2 separate regions of the Mus musculus genome follow, and region 1 is linked to region 2. Evidence: chromatin contacts called from public HiChIP or PLAC-seq data. All regions are on one chromosome and are shown on one strand. Each heading gives the region's core, a stretch centred on a gene start, on an enhancer-like site or on the middle of the called end of the contact. The rest is flanking DNA. Distances are from core to core; before and after follow the strand shown.

What was found. HiChIP or PLAC-seq counts read pairs in DNA pulled down with a chosen protein or histone mark.
Region 1: a contact with region 2 is called in a CTCF HiChIP or PLAC-seq map of the NIH/3T3 cell line, with 12 read pairs. The contact joins the enhancer-like site here to the promoter of Fn1 in region 2. A contact is called at or near these places in 3 of 39 promoter capture datasets (the 3T3-L1 cell line, 3T3-L1-derived adipocytes and macrophages), 2 of 15 datasets of contacts at CTCF or cohesin (the NIH/3T3 cell line and embryonic stem cells), 11 of 484 Hi-C or Micro-C datasets (adipose-derived mesenchymal stem cells, embryonic fibroblasts, embryonic stem cells and 2 more), 4 of 115 datasets of contacts at active chromatin or transcription factors (all in embryonic stem cells) and 3 of 9 other capture datasets (adipose tissue, embryonic stem cells and liver).

Annotation. Positions count from the first base shown.
Region 1 is chr1:71,689,745-71,692,965 of GRCm38.p6, reverse strand. It overlaps Gm46094. Among named protein-coding and RNA genes, the nearest start is that of Gm30160, 37 kb to the left of the region's middle. Within about 2 kb of position 1,270, at least 35 of the 459 cell types and tissues checked have an H3K27ac peak or open chromatin away from gene starts, as enhancers often do. A contact at or near this core is called in the NIH/3T3 cell line and embryonic fibroblasts, where this site is marked.
Region 2 is chr1:71,651,813-71,655,037 of GRCm38.p6, reverse strand. It overlaps Fn1 (fibronectin 1), which reads left to right and starts at 1,804. Exons shown (of 46, transcript NM_010233.2): 1 at 1,804-2,206. The coding sequence starts at 2,056. Apol7d (apolipoprotein L 7d) reads right to left here and starts at 1,703. Exons shown (of 4, transcript NR_040308.1): 1 at 1,652-1,703.

The sequences.
Region 1 (3,221 bases), core at 21-2,520, 38 kb before region 2:
ATGGCAGGAAACAGGCTTGTGAGCCACTGACCGTGTATGGGTATTTCCATCTTTAAGCCCTCCCAGGACCCTCTCATTCCTCCCTCTTCACAAAGGATGCTGGGGGGATTCCTACTTACCTGTCTCTGCAGTAAACCACCTCAATCCAGTCCCTCTGCTCGGTGTCCCTTGTGACCTCCACTGAGTTTGACAGGTTAATAGACCGATTTCCTGGCCGCCCAATGATGCAGAGCACGCTTGCATTTTCTGGAGAACTAGATAAAGTAAACGATCCAGTGTCTGATATTTGTCACCATGAAAGCTGAGCGGAAGTTATTTACTAGACTAAAAGCACCAGGTAGCTAGAAATTGTCTTCACACTCCTTGACATTTGCAAATAACAGGTAGCCAACTGCAAAATGCCATCTTTTCGACAATCCACAGTCATGTAAACATGAACTCTCAACAGCTCTGGCTGGCTGTACTGGATCTGCACAAGAATGGAGCCATCCATAGCTGGGCACAGATTCAGGAGGAGCCCTTACTGTTCAATTATTTCCTTTGAACAGACAAAGAAAATGAGGGAGTCATTACCTTCTGTTGTGTCCCTTTTGATAACAACAGCAAGTGCCAATCCTGTGGTCACAGGGACACCTCTGATTAAACTAAACCAAAACTTGAGCATCTGGGAGAGGGACAAGTTGGGGAGGAGGGGTGGAGGGGCAAGAAGGAGATGAGAGAGGGTAGGAGGAAAGAGTAACCGGGATGTAATTTCATATGCATATGAAATTGTCAAAGAACTAGCTACTCCACAATAGTGACAAAGAGAAAGTCACATTTCTAAGTTAGCTGAACTATGGCAACAGCTGCTTCTTTAGCACTGAGCAGGAAGTTACAGTCCCAAGACACCCTTGGAGCATGGAGCTGAAGGACCACATGGAGTGATGCTAATGTCTCAGATGAGAGGGAAAATTGACCCAGACAGCAGAGGAGTACCAGAAGAGCCTGGGATGTGGCTCAGGATGAGAAAACCCATCACGGCTGATTCATAAAAAGCAGGGCTCAGTTCATTTTATCATGTCTTCAGTTTGAAAGAGAAAGGAGACTTCGTGGTAGCAGAAGAGCAAGGGGGTGGGGGTGGGACCGGGGAAGCAGGCGGGAAGGCATGTCCCAGGTGGGTTTACTTCCCTAAATCTCTAAGAAACATACTTTTGAATTCTCACCAGAAGACTTTCCTTACATTCAAAGCTGTGTGACTTCAGGAAGTTGGTATTTAGCCAAGAATTTAAAGATTGCTTTCTTTATTAGGTAATGGCATAACATTTGAATTTGCTAATGCTTTTGGAATGCTAGTCGCTTTTGAAAATCGAAAATGTGAAATACATTTGAAGACATTTAAAACATGGGGGTGGGTTTTTTTGAGTAAAACTGCTAATTCATCTGTATCAACTTTGTGCCAAAAATAATTGAACACTGCCAACCCTCTTACACCCGAAAGGGCTAAAAGTGTACAACAAATCCCTTAATATTAGGAAGAACAGTTTTAACCATTTTGTGTATTTATTTATTTACTTACTTACTTACTTACTGATGAGACTGAGTCTATGGCTAGTTGGGACTTTATCATGTCACCCATACTCAAACTCACTTTCTCCCTTCCTCGGTCTCCCAAGTGCTGGGTTATAGTTGTATGCCACCATACATGACACCCCCCCCCCAATTTAAAACATCTCATAACATTAAAGAGAACCTAAGAATGATATATTGCTGTTGGTAGAGGGCAAATACATCGCCACTGGCAAATATTTTTTCGAATTTAGCATCTGGCAGGTTGTTCTAATATTGAGGTGTAATAACAAATAAAATACTCCCTGATCTTGTGGGATTGATCTTTTTCTGAGTAAAAGCAGAAAGTGAAAGGAATGAATGGGTAAAATAATAACTATATCATCCAAAGACAGAGGGAACTAGCCAGTCCATGGGCTGAGAGGGGTAGAGGTGGGGATTGAATTCATTTCTATATTATTTTGTATTTATATTAGTTTACATTAGTTTTTAAAAACAATTTTCATAAACCTGATCGCAAAATAAATTTATCATCTAACATGTCTATAGGTTGTAAGTATAAAACAGTTTTCACAAGGTTACAGCCAAGCTATGAATAGGGTGCATTCCTCTGGAAGGCTCCAGGGGGGAATCTATTCCCCTACCCATTGCAACTTATAGAGGCTACCCGCATTCTTTGATGCATGGCCTCATCCTGCTTCCGCTTCTGTTATCTGTCCTTCTCTGACCTTCCTTTTTATAAAAGACTTTGCAATGCTCTCCAACATGTTTAAATATTCCAGAGTTATCTTCTCTCTCTCTCTCTCTCTCTCTCTCTCTCTCTCTCTCTCTCTCTCTCTCTCTCTCTCTCTCTCTTGTCACGAAGTGTGACATAGACACAGGTTTGAGATGTTAGGATATGACCATCTTTGGAGACAAATTATTTTGTCTATCATAGGGGTCAACTGCGACTTTCATCAGGACTATCAAAGGTGGGTTCACTGGAACAATTACATCTGAGCAAGATTAAAAAGATAGGCGAGCCAAGAGGACATCTGGAGGAGGGTGTGACAGCTACACCAAATGGACTTTGGCCTGTATAAAATACAGAGCAAAGGGAAGAACATGGAGGAGACTTAAATCATAGGAAGAAAACCTTGGAAAGCACAGATAGGTGCAAAGTCTGGGAGCAGAGTCAATGAATGGAGAGCTTTGTGAGGTTATTCTGAATGGGCTATAGAGACTCTGAAAGTATCTGAGGAATGACATCACCCCACTTCCACTTTTAAAGTTTCATCAAGTGACTGTGTAGGTGGCAAAGAGTATCACATAGAATGGAATCGGCACCTTGTGAGGACGTCAGGATGCCAGAAGGGAGATGACCGAAGAGTCTGGGAGCAAGGAAGAGCTGGGTTTGCTGACATGGACAGAATGGAGTGAGATCAGCCATGGTGGCCTTGGGGCTGGAGGTGATAGAGGAGCAGTGTTGAGAGGAATAGGGGTATAGATAGACCTCTCTGACCTCTCCACAGGAGCAGCCATTAATCCTCCATCCAAGGATGCTCTATGGTCCATCTCATCTCTCCTCTTTCCTAACTCTCTACCCCTTGGGACTCTATACTTAAAGAAACCTGACTCTCAGACCACTAATAGAGATATGAAAGAGAATTACTTCTTTATTCCTTTTTAGTCAAACC
Region 2 (3,225 bases), core at 555-3,054:
ACAAGGAGCCCTTTTATATCTGAAAGAGAAAACCGTTTTGTCAAGGGATGATGAGAAATTCCAAAAAAACTAACTCAGACGGGATTCTAAATTTGGGGGAATGTATGGCACTGGTTCAACCCTGAGTGTTGGTCACAAAGATTCTTGACTTATTTTACACTGCTTGTAAGAAACTGGTATTTGCTGTGGGTTTTTTTTGTGTGTGTGTGTGTGTGTGTTTGTTTTGTTTTTAGTTCTTTACATCAATAAAGATAAATGTTAATTTTGTGTCTTTAATGTGTTGAGGATTTTATAAAGCACACAAATTCAAATTATCCAAGAACCTGGTACAAACAACATATTTTGCTAGCTAGTAGCTTTAATATGTTCTCAAAGCAAAGGAGACCATGCGCCTAACCGAGGGAGAAAGCCAAGTTTGGGGTTCGGATCTGCTACTCTGAAAATAGTGGGCTTCTTGAAGGTCTTTTTGAAGCCCTACCAAAGCAACTGGGCTTGTGTGTGTCTGAAAGGTTAAAAAAAAAAAAAAAAAAAAGACCAACGTGTTAGAGCTGCTGGCTTCAGGGGGACGTCTCCTATTCCCTTTTCAACTTCAGTAGTGTAGGAAGTCCAGAGAATTTTCAGTGGAACTTTATACATTCTTGGAGCAGATAACAATTGAAATATAAAAAATCTGGCAGCGGGGGAGGGGTGGATAGTGGAATTCTGCCATGACTGCGAAGTCTGAAAATAAAATAAAATAAAATAAAATAAACGCCCGGACACATGCAAGGGGATTCGGGGTAAAGTCTGGAGGGAGGCAAGACATTAAATCTTTGTACCCATCCTCACCCCAACTCCCCCTTCAGAGGCCACCTAGGTTTGAGTGCAGATGGCCCAGTGAACGTGGCATGGACGGGAAGGGTCCCCCCGCCCCCCTTCATCAGCCAGTTCAACTTTTCCCCTTCTTAAGCTGTTCACTACTGCCCTTTTAAAAGAAACGGGCACCCCATCCCCAGGAAAGGAAAACTGTGCTTCACGACTTAGAAAAGAAACTTTCTGTTGCTTCCTCTTAGAGAGAAACTTGGTCCTGTGAGTTTCTCTGGAATCTGTAGAGCGCCGCGCGGAACCGAGGGCTGTGGAAGCTCAGGGAAGGGGGTCACCTCTGCCACGCGCTCACTCTCTCCCAGGCTCTTCCTTGAAACCTGGCAGGTACTGCGTGGAGAAACCGAGGTCTGAGCCTACCTAACACCATAAAGGCAAAGATAGGGGACCCTAGGCGGCGCCCAGGACCCAGGAAAAGCACCCAGAAGGAGCCGCCCCGCCCCGGGGCTGCAAAAGTGAAGTTTGGATTCCTACAGGGACAAGGTGGTGGCCACTTTATGACTTTTTCCCTTCCCACAAAATACACTCTGGTGTGCACAGACTTTTCTCAGAGGTGACGCAATGTTCTCAAACACCACCACAGCCACCAATTTAAAAAAAAAAAAGTTAAGAGATGAGGGGGGTAAGCCTTACCACCCCAGGCTTCCTTAGGCTCCAGCCCCTCCCTCCCTTTCCTTCGAGTCTACATCACTTTACAGCCGTTTCCCATCCCTACCCCCAATCCTCCTCCCAAAAGTTTGACGACCGCAAAGGAAACCAGAAAGGGGAAAAAAGTTCTCTAGTCCCAGACCTGGCGGGAGATCAGCATCTCTTTTGTTCGGGGCGAACCCACCGTACCCCGTGACGTCACCCGGACTCTGGGCCAATAGGCGCGCGGTCGGCGGCGGCTGCGGCGGCAGGAGGGGCGGGAGGAGTCGGACCGGACCCTCCTCCCCGGCGCGCAGGGCCTCGTGGGGGGCGGGAAGGTACTGTCCCATATAAGCCTCTGCTCTTGGGGCTCAACCGCTCGCACCCGCTGCGCTGCACAGGGGGAGAAAAGGAGCCCAGGGTGTGAGCCGGACAACTTCTGGTCCTCTCCTTCCATCTCCTTACCGGCGTCCCCACCTCAGGACTTTTCCCGCAGGCTGCGAGGGGACCCACAGTTCGTGGCCACTTGCCTCCTGGGGAGGGCGACTCTCCTCCCATCCACTCAAGATGCTCAGGGGTCCGGGACCCGGGCGGCTGCTGCTGCTGGCAGTCCTGTGCCTGGGGACCTCGGTGCGCTGCACCGAAGCCGGGAAGAGCAAGAGGCAGGCTCAGCAAATCGTGCAGCCTCAATCCCCGGTGGCTGTCAGTCAGAGCAAGCGTGAGTACCGACAGTCTGGTTCAAACCGGCCGGCGGCAGGGATGGGTTGGTCCTCAAGCGCCCGCTCAAGTTGTGGCTAAAGTTTTTGCGCGCGTGCGTGGCTGTGCGAACGTGTGTGAGTGCGCGCTTTATCGAGGGAAACCAGCTGTGGACACAAAAGGCTTAGGTCTGAACAGGCTGGTTGCTGGTGAAGTGGAGGTAGGGACCGTCTGTTCTTCCCCTCAAGTGCGCTAACAAATTCTACACCTTCAGTTCGCCCTTCCAGGAACCAAAACGTGTGAAAGAGAAAAGAGACACGAACTTACAAATTTTACATCAGAGATTATTGTGGTTCCCCTGATCCTTATTTTCTTTATCAGCAAATAGCTGGTTAAATATTTAACACGGGGAGGAGGTGAGACTATCTAAATAGGTAGTTTCTTACCAACTTGAAAGAGATGTTAGTTGGCTCAGTGCTTTGGGGGGGGGGGGGTAGCCTAGGATTCTTTCCCCAAGAGCAAGGATAGCCATTTCTCTTCCAGTTTTTCAGAGACACACTCTTCCTTTATCTTGGGCTAGAGGAAAATTTAAAAGTTCTCCCTCCTTTTTTTCTTTTTCTTTTCTTTTCTTTTCTTTTCTTTTTTTTTTCTTTTTTTTTTTTTTTTTTTTTTTTTGCCATGATCTCACACTGTAGCCTAAGCTAGCCTGGCATTCTCCTGTGTTGTCCAGGCTTGTGTGTTCAACTTGGGAGCAATTCTTCTGCCTCAGTTTCTACAGAGCTGGGGTTATTGGCATAGTCATCAAGACACCCAACTTAAGTTTTCTTTCTTGTCTTTTTGTTGTTGTTGTTAAGAGTATTGAAGCCCTCAGGATTTAAAAGTAATTTCTATTTCTGGCCTCTCAGAGTGTTTCAAGTCTGCTGAGGTAGTTCCCCTGCCCATAAGGACATGACGTCATTGTATAACTTTTACCCAAGTTAAAAGATAAGAAGGAAAAAACCCCTAAACATCCATCTACATAAACAATGCTTAAATCTTTGA